Regions from separate parts of the Oryctolagus cuniculus genome. Here region 2 is linked to region 1. Evidence: chromatin contacts called from public Hi-C data. All regions are on one chromosome and are shown on one strand. Each heading gives the region's core, a stretch centred on a gene start, on an enhancer-like site or on the middle of the called end of the contact. The rest is flanking DNA. Distances are from core to core; before and after follow the strand shown.

Region 1 (5,810 bases), core at 2,935-5,434:
ATACAAAAATTAAGTCAAGATGGGTCAAAGATCTAAATTGTAAGACCTGAAATGATGAAATTGCGCGAAGAAAAAATAGAGAAAGCACTTCAAGACATTGATGTAGATGATTTCTTGGCTAAGACTCCAAAGCATCATCAATAAAAGCAAAACCAAAGGAGCATTATATCAAAAGCAGAAGCTTCTGCAGCAACATAAACAATCAGTGGAGTGAGGAGACAGATGGGAGAAGATAGTTGGAAGCTACTTATCCAACAAAGGGCTGATATCCAGAATATATCAGCTGCTCAAAATACTCAGCAACAACAAAACAACCAGCCCTGTTACGAAATGGGCTAAAGAGCTGAATGTACAGTTTTCAAAAAAAGTACAAATGGCCAACAAATATAAGAAAAATGCTCTGTATTGCTAGCCATCAGAGAAATGTAAATCAAAACCACAATGAGTTAACACTTCAGCCCTGTCAGAGTGGCTATTATCCAAAAAACAGAGAGCAACAAATGCTGGTGAGGATGAGAAGGAAGGGGAACTCTTAAAAACTGCTGGTGGGAATATAAATTAGTGCAGCCCCTGTGGGAAATAGTATGCAGATTTTTTAAAAAACTAGAAATAGAACTGCTGTATGTTTCAATCCCACTACTGGGTATATATCCAAAAGACATCAATTCATTGTTTCAAAGAGCTACCTACTTCACCACATTTATAGCAACACTGTTCACAATAGCCAAAATGTGGAATCAACTAAGGTGTTCATCATCAGATTAATGGGTAAAGAAAATGTGGTATATATGCACAATGGGATTTTATTGAATCATAGAAAATAATAAAATCCTGCCATTTGTTGCCAAATGGATGGAACTGTATGTAGGATAGCATGTTGAGTGAAATAAGCCAGACACTGAAAGACTAATACCACATGTTCTCCATTGTATGTGGGAGCTAAAATTAAAAACAAACAAAATCTCAATCTGAATACAGAATGTTGATAAAAAGAGTTTGGATAAAAAGAAATAGGAAAGTTGGGTGTGGTTCATTAATTGTGACAAATATACTAATATGAGATGTTAATAGTAGGGGAAGATGGAGTGAAGAGTATGTGAGGGCCAGCGTTGCGGCTTACTTGGCTAATCCTCTACCTGTGGTGCCGGCACCCCAGGTTCTAGTCCTGCTTGGGGCACCGGATTCTGTCCCAGTTACTCCTCTTCCAGTCCAGCTCTCTGCTGTGGCCTGGGAAGGCAGTGGAGGGTGGCCCAAGTGCTTGGGCCCTGCACCTGCATGGAGAGACCAGGAGGAAGCACCTGGCTCCTGGCTTCGGATTGGCGCAGCGCTGGCCATAGCGGCCATTTGGGGGGTGAACCATCGGAAGGAAGACCTTTCTCACTGTCCACTCTGCCTGTCAAAAAAAAAAAAAAAAAGAGTATGTGAGAACTATTTTTATATTACCTTAAAGTTTTTACACCTGATCATAGCCAAAAGGCCGGGAAGAATTACCTCACAATTTTTGTTTTGTACATTTAAAACTACTCTGAAATAAAATGTTAAAAGAGGGGCTGGCACGGTGGCTCACTTGGTTAATCCTCTGTCTGTGGCACCGGCATCCCATATGGGCGCTGGGTTCTAGTCCCGGTTGCTCCTCTTCCAGTCCAGCTCTCTGCTGTGGCCTGGGAAGGCAGTGGAGGATGGCCCACGTGCTTGGGCCCTGCACCTGCATGGAGAGACCAGGAGGAAGCACCTGGCTCCTGGCTTCGGATTGGCGCAGCGCTGGCCATAGCGGCCATTTGGGGGGTGAACAGGAAGACCTTTCTCTCTGTCTCTCTCACTGTCTATATCTCTACCTATCAAATAAATAAATAAATACAGACAAACAGAGGTGAATGGAAAAAAATTATTAAAAAAATGTTAAAAGAAAAAGCTTTCTGGTCTAGGTGGACTGAAGAATGTGGTCCTTGATGTGTGTCCTCTCCATATCCCATTGCCCATTCCAAAGTCTTAAGCATGCTCACCTTCATTTTTGTTGGCTAATGGGAATGTTTTGTCCTGTTTCAAAACAATTCAAGAAGAAAACAGCCTCTTTTTGATTTCTTAGAATAGCCAGGAGCATGCTTGTTGTGTCTTGTTTGGAATTGTTCTGTGCTCTGATGGCCTTAACTCCCTTAGCATTTCTTGTGGTTAGAAGTTAGTTTTACAGATTATTCCTCTGTGGCTTAGAGTTCTTGTGTGGTGAAAGAAGGGATCATTGGAAAAGATTTATGTGGAATTGCTTTGTCTGGCTGCCGAACCAGCCTCCCGAGATTTAGCACATGGATTTGTATTTCTTGAGCTCTTAGTATGTCACCTGGCCTTTTGCCAAACACTACAATCTGAAGGCTACACTATATTTTGAAAATTATATGCTGTGATTTTGTTTCTTTTCTCAATAATTTAGTAATATATTTGAACTAGTTTTGAGCTTAGAAATTTTAAAATAATTTAATATGAAAATATACATTTAAGTAATAAATTTTAGCACTTAATATTTTTTTTTTTTTGACAGGCAGAGTGGACAGTGAGAGAGAGAGAGACAGAGAGAGAGAGGTCTTCCTTTGCCGTTGGTTCACCCTCCAATGGCCGCCGCTGCAGCCGGCGCACCGCGCTGATCCGATGGCAGGAGCCAGGATCCAGGTGCTTTTCCTGGTCTCCCATGGGGTGCAGGGCCCAAGCACCTGGGCCATCCTCCACTGCACTCCCTGGCCACAGCAGAGAGCTGGCCTGGAAGAGGGGCAACCGGGACAGAATCCGGCGCCCCGACCGGGACTAGAACCCGGTGTGCCGGCGCCGCAAGGTGGAGGATTAGCCTATTGAGCCACGGCACCGGCCGCACTTAATATTTTTTTAAAAAAAGATATTTGAGAGGTAGAGAGAGAGAGAGAGAGACAGTGACAGATAACTCCCATCAACTGTTTCACTCCCAAAAAGCTTGCAGCTGCCCTGGGCTGAGGGCAGAAGACAGCAGCAGGAACTCAATCCGTGTCTTTCCCATGTGGGTGGAGGGACGTCAACTACTTGAGCTATCACCGCTGCCTCCTGGGTTGTAGATTAGCAGAAAGCTAGGATTGGGAGTGGAACCAGGACTTAACCCAGTAACTCTGGTGTAGGACAGGGGCATCGCAACTGGCATCTAAACTGTTAGGCCAGTTGCCTGCCCTATAATGTCTTAATTTGTCATGACTATATACCTGGATTTAATTATAATCTTTCAACAGTTTTTAAGCCTTACAAATTTAAGGTAATTTTAATGTTTCCAGCAGCCACCTACCATAATGATCATTTGCATTTTGTTTAAGTCTAGAGTGTCTTTTTTTGTCCCCTTAGAAACCTTTTATTTAAGGTATACAAACTTTTCATGTCTTTTATAAATACAACTTTAGGAACATAGTGATTCTTCCCATCGTACCTGGGCCTCCCAGCCACTCTCCCATCTTTCTTCCTCCTCCCTCTCCTATTCCCATTCTTATTTTTTTTACTAAAATCTATTTTCAATGAACTTTATATACAGAAGATTAACTCTATACTAAGTAAAGATTTCAACAGAGCATGAAAAAAGAAACTGTTCCTCAACAGTTTTTTGATTTCTCGTATGACCCAATGAGCATTTTGTTCAGTCTCTATATGTTTGCATATGTTCTAGAGATTCTTGAGTTGATTTCCAGTTTCATTTCATTGTGTTCAGAGAAGATGCATGGTATGATTTTAATTTTTTGCATATTTTGAGACTTGCTTTATGGCCTAGCATGTGATCTATCCTAGAGAAAGTTCCATGTACTGGTGAGCCTGGCCTAGCCTGGGTCATTGTGTCTATTTGGGGAGTGAACAAGCAGATGGATGATTCTCTCTCTCTCTCCCCGCCCCCGCTCTCACCCCCAATTCCCCCCCCCCATCTCTACCTTTCAAATAAATAAATCTTAAAAAATTAAGAATGTTAAATATTTAAATAATTTATGTAGTGAGGTTAAGGTTTTTCTACATGGGACCAACATTGTGTATCGAATAAGCCACCTCCTGCAGCACTGGCAACCCATATGGGTGCCAGTTTGAGTCCCTGCTGTTCTACTTCCAATCCAGTTCCCTGCTAATGTGCCTGAGAAAACAGTGGAAGATAGCCCAAGTGTTTGGGCCCCTGTACCCATCATGTTGGAGGCCCACATGAAGCTCATGGCCCAGCCTCAGCCATTGCAGCCATTTGGGGAGTGAACTAACAGATGGAGATCTCTCTCTGTCTTTCCCTATCTTTGTAACTCTGCCTTTCAAATAAAATAATTTTTTTTTGTTTGTTCTTAAAAAAGATGCTTCTACCGCACAGATGTCAAGAAATAGTATGTTCCCCTTTGAGTTGGTTACCTGATTTTTTTTTTTTTTTGAGCTGCTATTCCTGGAAATAAGTGTCTGTAGAGTATAGTTTTTACTTAGTATTTTTTTCCCACAGAACCAAGAACAAAACAGGATGTGTGTGTTTTGGACTTATTTGGAAGATTTGCTTTAATACAATGAAAGTTTAACTCTTAAATAGGCTTAAGATACCCTAAATGAAATATAACCTGAATTCTAAGCCAATAAGTACCCTTTTTAATCATGACAGGGAAAAAACTTTTAACAGAATAAATTTTGGAGCTGAAGGCCTTGAAAAATCACATGCAGCCTGAAAGTTTGTTCTTTGTTATTTTTGGTGAAACTTGCTTGGAAGGAGGAAGTAAGCTGCTTCCTGAAACTGAATGAGCTCTTAGAATTGATGCAGGCCACTTGAAACTAACCCAGCAGCATGTAATTTATTATTTAGTATAATTAAATAGTGGAGAGTGGGACTGTTTGTCTCTCTTTGGCTCAATCTAATGAGTTAGAAGGTCCTTAAGTTACTTGGTTATGATAAGTATATGATTGTGTTGAAAGTCAACAGGAAATGAGTCTTTCTTATTACCTGTTACAGTCCCTGGGAATGCTGAGCAGATAGATGCACAGTGTTGATGCCCTTCACAAGGGCATCTTCAGACAGGTTCAGGAAAAACCTGAGAAGCTGCCTCTGGAGCTGAGCTTGCTACCAATAGGCACGAACAATAATCTGATATTGAAGAGGAGATTGAAGCTCAGAGTGTGAGGGACTTGGGCTTATCCAGAGGGGTAGATGAGGAAGAGCTAAGACGGTTTCTTCTCTTGAACAATCAGCCTGCTGAACCATCTTGTCATCCCTGTGTGCAGTCATCCTGTCCACATACATGTGGTCACACATGAGCTTCCTTTGACCTTACTACTAAAACTTCTAGTTGTACCCATACTCCCTTTACCCCAAGTTGAAATCAGGCAGCCTGAGCCCTTTTTTTTGCAGTCTTTGTGGAGATTGATGAACTTCTGTCAGTGTTAATGACACCAAGTTATTTTATCTCTAGCAGTTATTTATCTTAATGTTTTTTCTTTGATTCTTTCTTATTTCTCTTCTTGACTTTTATTTAGTTTTTCCTTTTTTCTCTCCCTTTCTTGCCTTTCTCCTTCCCTCTGAGCCATTTCCTTCCTTTCTTTTTTTTTGGAGTTGTATTTATTTATTTGAAAGGTAGAGTGACAAATTTTTCATCCTCTGGTTCATTCCCCAAATGGCTGCAATGGCCTGGCCTAGGCCAGCCTGAATCCAGGAACCAGGAACTCCATTTGGGTCTCCCAAGTGGTTGGCAAGAACTCAGGTACGTGAGTTATCATCCACTGCCTCCTGGACACATTAGCAGGAAGCTGCATAAGAAGTGGAGAAGCTCTGACTCAAACTGGGCACTCCAACATGGGATGTGGCT
Region 2 (6,579 bases), core at 1,668-4,167, 100 kb before region 1:
GAATATCTGGTTGCTAGGGTCAAGCTGACCTAAGGCCTGTGTGAAACTAATATCAATTACAATCTTGACAATAGACAAATTACAGTCTTAACATTAATCCAGGTGCAGCCTCTGTTTTAAGCTTGAGCGATCATGCTAGGGAGGTTTGTTCTGCCAAGTGGGATGCAGTGTACGGTTAGATCATAGTTTCAGACCAGAGTCTCACAGTGGGGGGTGCTTTGCGCTTTCTCAAGATGGAGTCTCGGGCGCTCTAAAATGGAGTCTCTGCTGTCAAGGTGTTACTTCATTGCTAACGTACACCATGGGGGGCAGCAGGTGATGGCTCAGTTCCTGAGTCCCTGCCACACAAATGGGAGACCTGGATGGAGTTCTAGGCTCCTGGCTTTGGGAAGAGATAACATCTGCTGGTCTTCCTGTGTGTTTTTCCAGGTTTTTACTCAGAGCGTGATGCTTTCGTGAGGAGAAAGGGCAGGTCAGGTGAGAGAAGAGAAGTTTCAGTTCTGGGCACGTCGACTTCCAGGTCCCTGAGAGGTAGACTGGTGGCGATATCCAATGGGCAATCAAGGCCTGAGGTTTAGACTTGGGCATCACTGGCATTTGAGTGATTGTTGAAACCTGGGGTATGAGAATAATTTATAAAATGACAAGAGCAGTAAACCTAGGGGGCCGGCACTGTGGCACAGCCAGCTAAGCCGCTGCCTGCAATGCCCACATTCCATTGTGAGTGCAGGCTCAAGTCCCAGCTGCTGGCTTCGGCCTGGCTCAGTCCAGACGGCTGCGGCTATCTGGGGAGTGAACCAGCGGATGGAAGATCCTTCTCTGTGTCTCCTCCTATCTCTCTGTAATTCTGCTTTTCAAATAAATAATTTTTTTTTTTTAAAGAGAGAGAGAGAGAGAGAGAGAGAAAGTAAACTTAGGACAGAAGCCCAGCAGTGGCAACGTTTACAGGAGTGATGGGGGGAAGAAATTAGTAAGGGAGCTGGAGAAAGGGCATCCAAGAAGATAAAATGAGTGGTGACCGGCGTCTGAGGACACCGGAGGAGGGGCGTTCAGGAGTGAAGATACTGTCACCTCAGAAGAGAGGACTGAGAAAATGCAGACGGAAGTTGCCTCTGGTTTAGCAACAAGGAAGTCTGGTGACACCGGGAGAGAGTGACTTCAGTGGTGTAACAGAGAATCCAGAAGTCACAAAGCTGAAGGTCCTGGCACCAGCTCACCGGACAAGGGCAGCCCCGCCCCGCTGCCGTGCAGTGTGTGTTGAGATGGAAGCGCACAGGCAAACAGGAGGCAGGGAGGAGAGGCAGGGAGGGTGGCAAGCACTGGGGGCTGTGGTTGGAGGATGGGGGTGCTGGAGAGCACAGTGCTTCTAGGCGATGACCAGGCTCAGCGGGCGAACAGGGAAGGAGTGGCTCTAGCAGGAAGAAGGGCAAAGGTCACTGGGTCACTGGAGACAAGAAGGTCAGAGACTAAGATACCGGGGTGGGCATTTGTCCTAGCAGTTCAATCACTGGTTAGGATGCTGTGCCCCATATCTGAGTGCCTGGGCTTGAGTCCTGGCTCTGCTACGGATTCCAGCTTCCTGCTAAGGCACACCCTAGGAGGCAGCAGGCGGTGGCTCTTCAGGTAGGTGGTGGAGCTGTGTCGGAGCTGTGCCAGGCTGAAGCCAGGAGCCCAGAGCTGCTTCGGGGTCTCCTCCATGGGTTCAGGGCCCAAGCACTTGGGCCACCTCCCACTGCTTTCCCAGGTACACTATCAGGGAGCTGGATTGGAAGTAGAGCAGTTGGGACTCAAACTGGCACCCATATGGGATGCCGGTGTCGCAGCTGGCGTCTTTACCTGGTACGTCACAGCGCTGGCCACAGGGGTGTGTACTCTGAAGAAATTGCAGCCATTTCTGCTCTATGAGATGAAACAGCTTGTATTAATTGGAGTTCTCTAGAGAAACACACTCAATAGACTATATACAGAGGGATAGGAGGACCTTACCACACCTAGATATACCAAGGGTCATTTATTTTAAAATACATATTTATTATTTATTTACTTAAAAGGCAGAGCAAAAGAGACAGAGTGACAGAAAAAAAGACTGAGAGACAGAAAGAGAGATCATCCATTGATTGGTTCCCACCCCAATGCCCAAACAGTCAAGGCTAGGCCAGGAGGAACCCGGGAGCCAGGAGCTCCATCCAGGATCCCACAGGGGTGGCAGGGACCAAGCACTTGAGCCATCCTCTGCTGTGCCCCCAGGTGCATTTGCAGGGAGCTGGACTGGAAGCCAGGACTCCAGCGAGGTACTCTATAGAGGATCCCCTGTGGATTTCCTTTGCAGTTTTTTCTGTTATTTCAAAGCTTTAAGGATGCTGACACACATCTATAAACATAGCTGTTTTATCTTGTTTAATGTCTTGTTCCCGTGACTTCTTTAAAATACCCAGCATTTTAATCCACTTGTTTGTATTTGGGTGCACTGTCTTTCCTGTGAGTTTTCACTCACTTTCCCGGGCATCCCTTACATGGTTAATCCTTGCTCACTGCCGTGTTTGGGAACATTCTTTCTCTCTCTGTCCCATCGGCATTCTTTCTGTGCAGGCTCATTCCTTTCCGTTGACCTCAGCTTCTACTTCTGGCTCTGGTCTTAGCTCCAGCCCAGCAGTGCCAAAGGAACATGTCGCCCCCTGCAGGCGGCCGTGGCCCGCGAGATCTGAGAAGCCGGGGGCAGGGCCGCGTCCTCCGAGCTCTGGGGGACTTGTCGCTCCGTGCCTGCCGTGGATCGGCTCCGTCTCTGCGGTTCTCCGGGGCCCACGTCTCCAGTACCCAGCGGAGCCGAGCGCTTACCCTGCGGGGATGTGGGGGCTCCCCCTTGAGGGTCTCTGGCCGCGCGGAGGGCGGCTCTGGGCGCTGGTTTTCTCGCTCACTCCCGAGCTGCTCTCTGGGACGCCCGCTTCTCTCCATTCCCTCCCCGCAGCCTACGGACTGCTCCCCTTCCTGCTGCGCGGCGCCCGGCTGCAAGTGTGTTTGAGGCCCATACGGGGCAAACAGGAAAAGCAAAATCGTTGGTGCGTTCCACAGATGTGCACACTCCCACGAGGTGCCGGACACCTGGTCTGAAGAGGCGCGGCCTGCGCCAGGCTTGAATGCCAAAGTCGGAACCAGGTTTCCCTGCATCTCAGGGAACGGGTGGAGGGCACCGCGAGGAGGAGGGCGCTGCGGGGGCCGTCCGGGATGGGGAGGCGGCTGGCCGTGAGCCCAGGAGGCTGGCGACTTCCGCCTCCCTCTGCGGTCTCCCGCCCCAACCACCGCGCGCGTCCCGAGAGTGTCGGGAGTCCTCAGGCGCGCAAGGCCGGAGCGCTGGGGGTCAGGGCCCTGAGCCCGCACCGCTTTGGGCTGGTGCCCAGGAGAGGGAGCTCGCGGGCAGAGCACTGGGCGGGGAGCCCCGGCGGGCGCGGCCACCCACGCTGGGGTCCCTGGGGGGCGGCTCGCGGGCGCGCACCTGCAGTACCCTAGTGCCTCCCCGGCACCCGGCACACTGGTGACTACCCGGACACGCGCCGACAGTCCGTGTCTGGAAACCCCAGGCATAACCGGGGAATAAAACGTAAAAGCACCCCGGGGTTCCTGATTCTTGGACGTCGCAACCCAGAGTCCTGCGCCCTCTGGTGCCTGGTCCCCGGGGTAGCCAAGCGCGACGGGGACCCTCCGGGGCTATTTGGAGGGCAGCCTGGCTGAGGAGCTCAGGACCTTTTTAGCACATTCCTTGAACTTCACTGCCCCTCTGGGAGCATTTCTTCTGATGGGTTCGGATTTTTTCACAATTCTAACAACAAGCTTGAAAAGTAGCGGCCTTGTGGCACATGTTGTATGGAAGGCATTCTATTTATTCAGGTCCCTCGAGGATCTTAATCTGGAGTACAGGGAGGACTTGGAGTGCATAGCACTGTAGGGGCGCATGGAGCCCCTAAAATGATTTCTGAATTGGAGGCTGATGTGAAGTTTTCTTGGCAAGAAGTTCCGCAGAGCGCAGGTGTTTGGCGCTACAGTTAAGTCCCCGCGTCAGGACTCCCGCATCCCATGTCTCAGGGCCTGCTTCAAGTCCCCTCTCCTCTGCACACCCTGGGAGGCAGCAGGTGATGGCTCAAGTATTTGGGTCCTCCCAAACACATGGGGGACCTGGGTGGAGTTCTGGGCTCCTGGCTTCACCCTGGCCCAGCCCTCGCCGTTGTAGGCATTTGGGGAGTGAAGAAGCAGACAAGATGTCTCTCTCGCTTGGTCAAATACATACAAATAAATAAATAAACAGCTCTGTGGCTTGTATGTTTACTAAAAAGCTCCTAGCTTTAGTTCATTAAGAAATGCTGGTCTAGGGACTGGCACTGTGGTAAAGCCACTGCCTACAACGCTGGCGTCCCATAGGGTGCTGGTTCAAGTCCCAGCTGCTCCACTTCCAATCCAGCTCCTGGGAAGACAGCAGCGGATGGCCCAAGTCCTTGGACCCCTGCATTCAGGTAGGAGGCCCGGTTGAAGCTCCAGGCTCCTGGCTTCACACCAGCCCAGCTCCAGCTGTAGTGGCCATTTGAGGAGTGAACCAGCAGATGGAAGTTCTCAATGACTCTGAATTTCAAATAAATAAATAAACATTTTTTCAGAAGCTGGTCTAACTCTCTGCTCAGTGAGTCTATGGATTCAGAATTTGGCGCTAACCCCAAGTGTGGGAAGCCCCTGAATCTGGATCCTGCAGGAGGGAGGAGCAGGGCTCTCCCCGCTTACTGTGACGGAAGCCCCACCCCCACCCCGCAAAAACTGCAGAGGCCCAGTTGGTTTCCTTTTAAAGCCAAGTTAGGTTCAAGTAGATTTACTTCTGCATTTCCCTGGGCTTAAATAGCAAGGGCAGTCTGGTGGGTTTTTCGGGGATTAGTCATGCGAATCCAGCATGCCTCCCTCCCCACTGGGTTTCAGCCTCTGGGCGGCCTCTGCACAGGCCTGCTCAGCCCCTTGCACCATGGGAGCTGTTGTGCACGGGAGTCTCTGGGGAACTTTACCGCTGACTTCACTGCGCTCGGATTTTTCTCAGCCAATGTGCCTGGGGCCTTCAAACATGTTCCTTTTATGGAAAAAAAAGACAAAGACTACAAGATTTTTTTTTTATAGAGAAGAAAAAAATATTATAAAACCACCCTTAATTCCACTAACAGCCTACTAAATAGTTTTGTTTTTAATATCAGCCATATGTATATACATTTGAGATTGCTATGATTATAGCAGGATGCTAACTGTATGTTAAGGATCATTGGGCCATGGCCGGCGCCGCGGCCCACGAGGTTAATCCTCTGCCTGTGGCGCTGGCACCCCGGGTTCTAGTCCCAGTTGGGGCGCCGGTTCTGTCCTGGTTGCTCCTCTTCCAGTCCAGCTCTCTGCTGTGGCCTGGGAAAGCAGTGGAGGATGACCCAAGTGCTTGGGCCCTGCACCTGTGTGGGAGACCAGGAAGAAGCACCTGGCTCCTGGCTTCAGATCGGTGCAGCGCACCGGCCGTAGCGGGCATTTGGTGGGTGAACCAATGGAAAGAAGACCTTTCTCTCTGTCTCTCTCTTTCTCACTGTCTAACTCTGCCTGTCAAAAAAAAAAAAAAAAAAAAAAAAAAAAAAAAAAAAAAGAATCATTGGGCCCGGCAATTGGCGGGGCAGGTTAAACTGCCACCTGTGATGCCAGCATTCCATATAGGTGCTGGTTCAAGTCCCAGCTGCCCCACTTCTGATCCAGCTCCCTGCTGATGTGCCCAGGAAAGCAGCTGAAGATGGTCCAAGTGCTTGGGCCCCTACATCCACATAGGAGACCCAGAAGAAGCTCCTGGCTCCTGGCTTTGGATCAGCCCAGCTCCGGCTGTTGCAGCCATTTAGGGAGTAAACCAATGGGTGGAAGATCTTTCTCTTTCTCTCCCTCTCACTGTCTGTAACTCTACCTCTCAAATATATATTTTTTTAAAAAGGAACTGTCCCATTTTATAATCTGCTACTTTTCCTTAACAACTCATTAGCATAGTGTCTTTAATGTTGTATACTTTTCATTCTGCAAGCACAATTATCATTTCCCTTTGTTGTACATTTGCATACATCCCAGGTCAGTGTGTGTGAGAATGAGTGAGCGAACGTTGTGTCATGAACGCTGTGTTCAGAGAGTTTCACTGAGGTCTCTTTTCCCCGCCAGCTGATTTCTGCCATCACAGTGGACACAGCAGCTCCATAGAAGCCGTTCATTCATTCATTCATTCATTCATCCAGTAAATAGTTAATGAATGCCTGCCATATGCTAGTATTGAGGATACAGAAGTGAACAAGGCAAAACCTCTACCACAATGAAGCTTGTGCTCTAGCCAGGAGGGCCAGACAACAAGCAGATGCGAGTGTATTACAGGTCAGGAATGAAAGCATGGCAGGTGAAGCGAGCAGAGAGAGGCCAGGTGCACTTATTTTGGTACAATGGTCAGGGAAGATCTTTTCAAAAAAATGCTTTTTTTTTGTTTGTTTATTTGAGAGGAAACAAGAGAGAGACAGAGAGAAAGCTCACATCTACTGGTTCACTCTCTTA

Evidence for each region. Hi-C and Micro-C count contacts between places; a contact is called where the count stands out from the background.
Region 2: a contact with region 1 is called in a Hi-C map of skin fibroblasts, with 5 times the contacts expected there. The contact joins two enhancer-like sites. A contact is called at or near these places in 4 of 6 Hi-C or Micro-C datasets (ear pinna, embryonic fibroblasts, skin fibroblasts and 1 more).

The regions. Positions count from the first base shown.
Region 1 is chr1:56,448,620-56,454,429 of mOryCun1.1, reverse strand. All of the region lies in intron 3 of SWAP70 (switching B cell complex subunit SWAP70), which reads left to right. Among named protein-coding and RNA genes, the nearest start is that of SWAP70, 65 kb to the left of the region's middle. Within about 2 kb of position 4,184, at least 2 of the 8 cell types and tissues checked have an H3K27ac peak or open chromatin away from gene starts, as enhancers often do. A contact at or near this core is called in ear pinna, where this site is marked.
Region 2 is chr1:56,549,004-56,555,582 of mOryCun1.1, reverse strand. No RefSeq gene overlaps it. Among named protein-coding and RNA genes, the nearest start is that of SWAP70, 36 kb to the right of the region's middle. Within about 2 kb of position 2,917, at least 4 of the 8 cell types and tissues checked have an H3K27ac peak or open chromatin away from gene starts, as enhancers often do. A contact at or near this core is called in ear pinna, where this site is marked.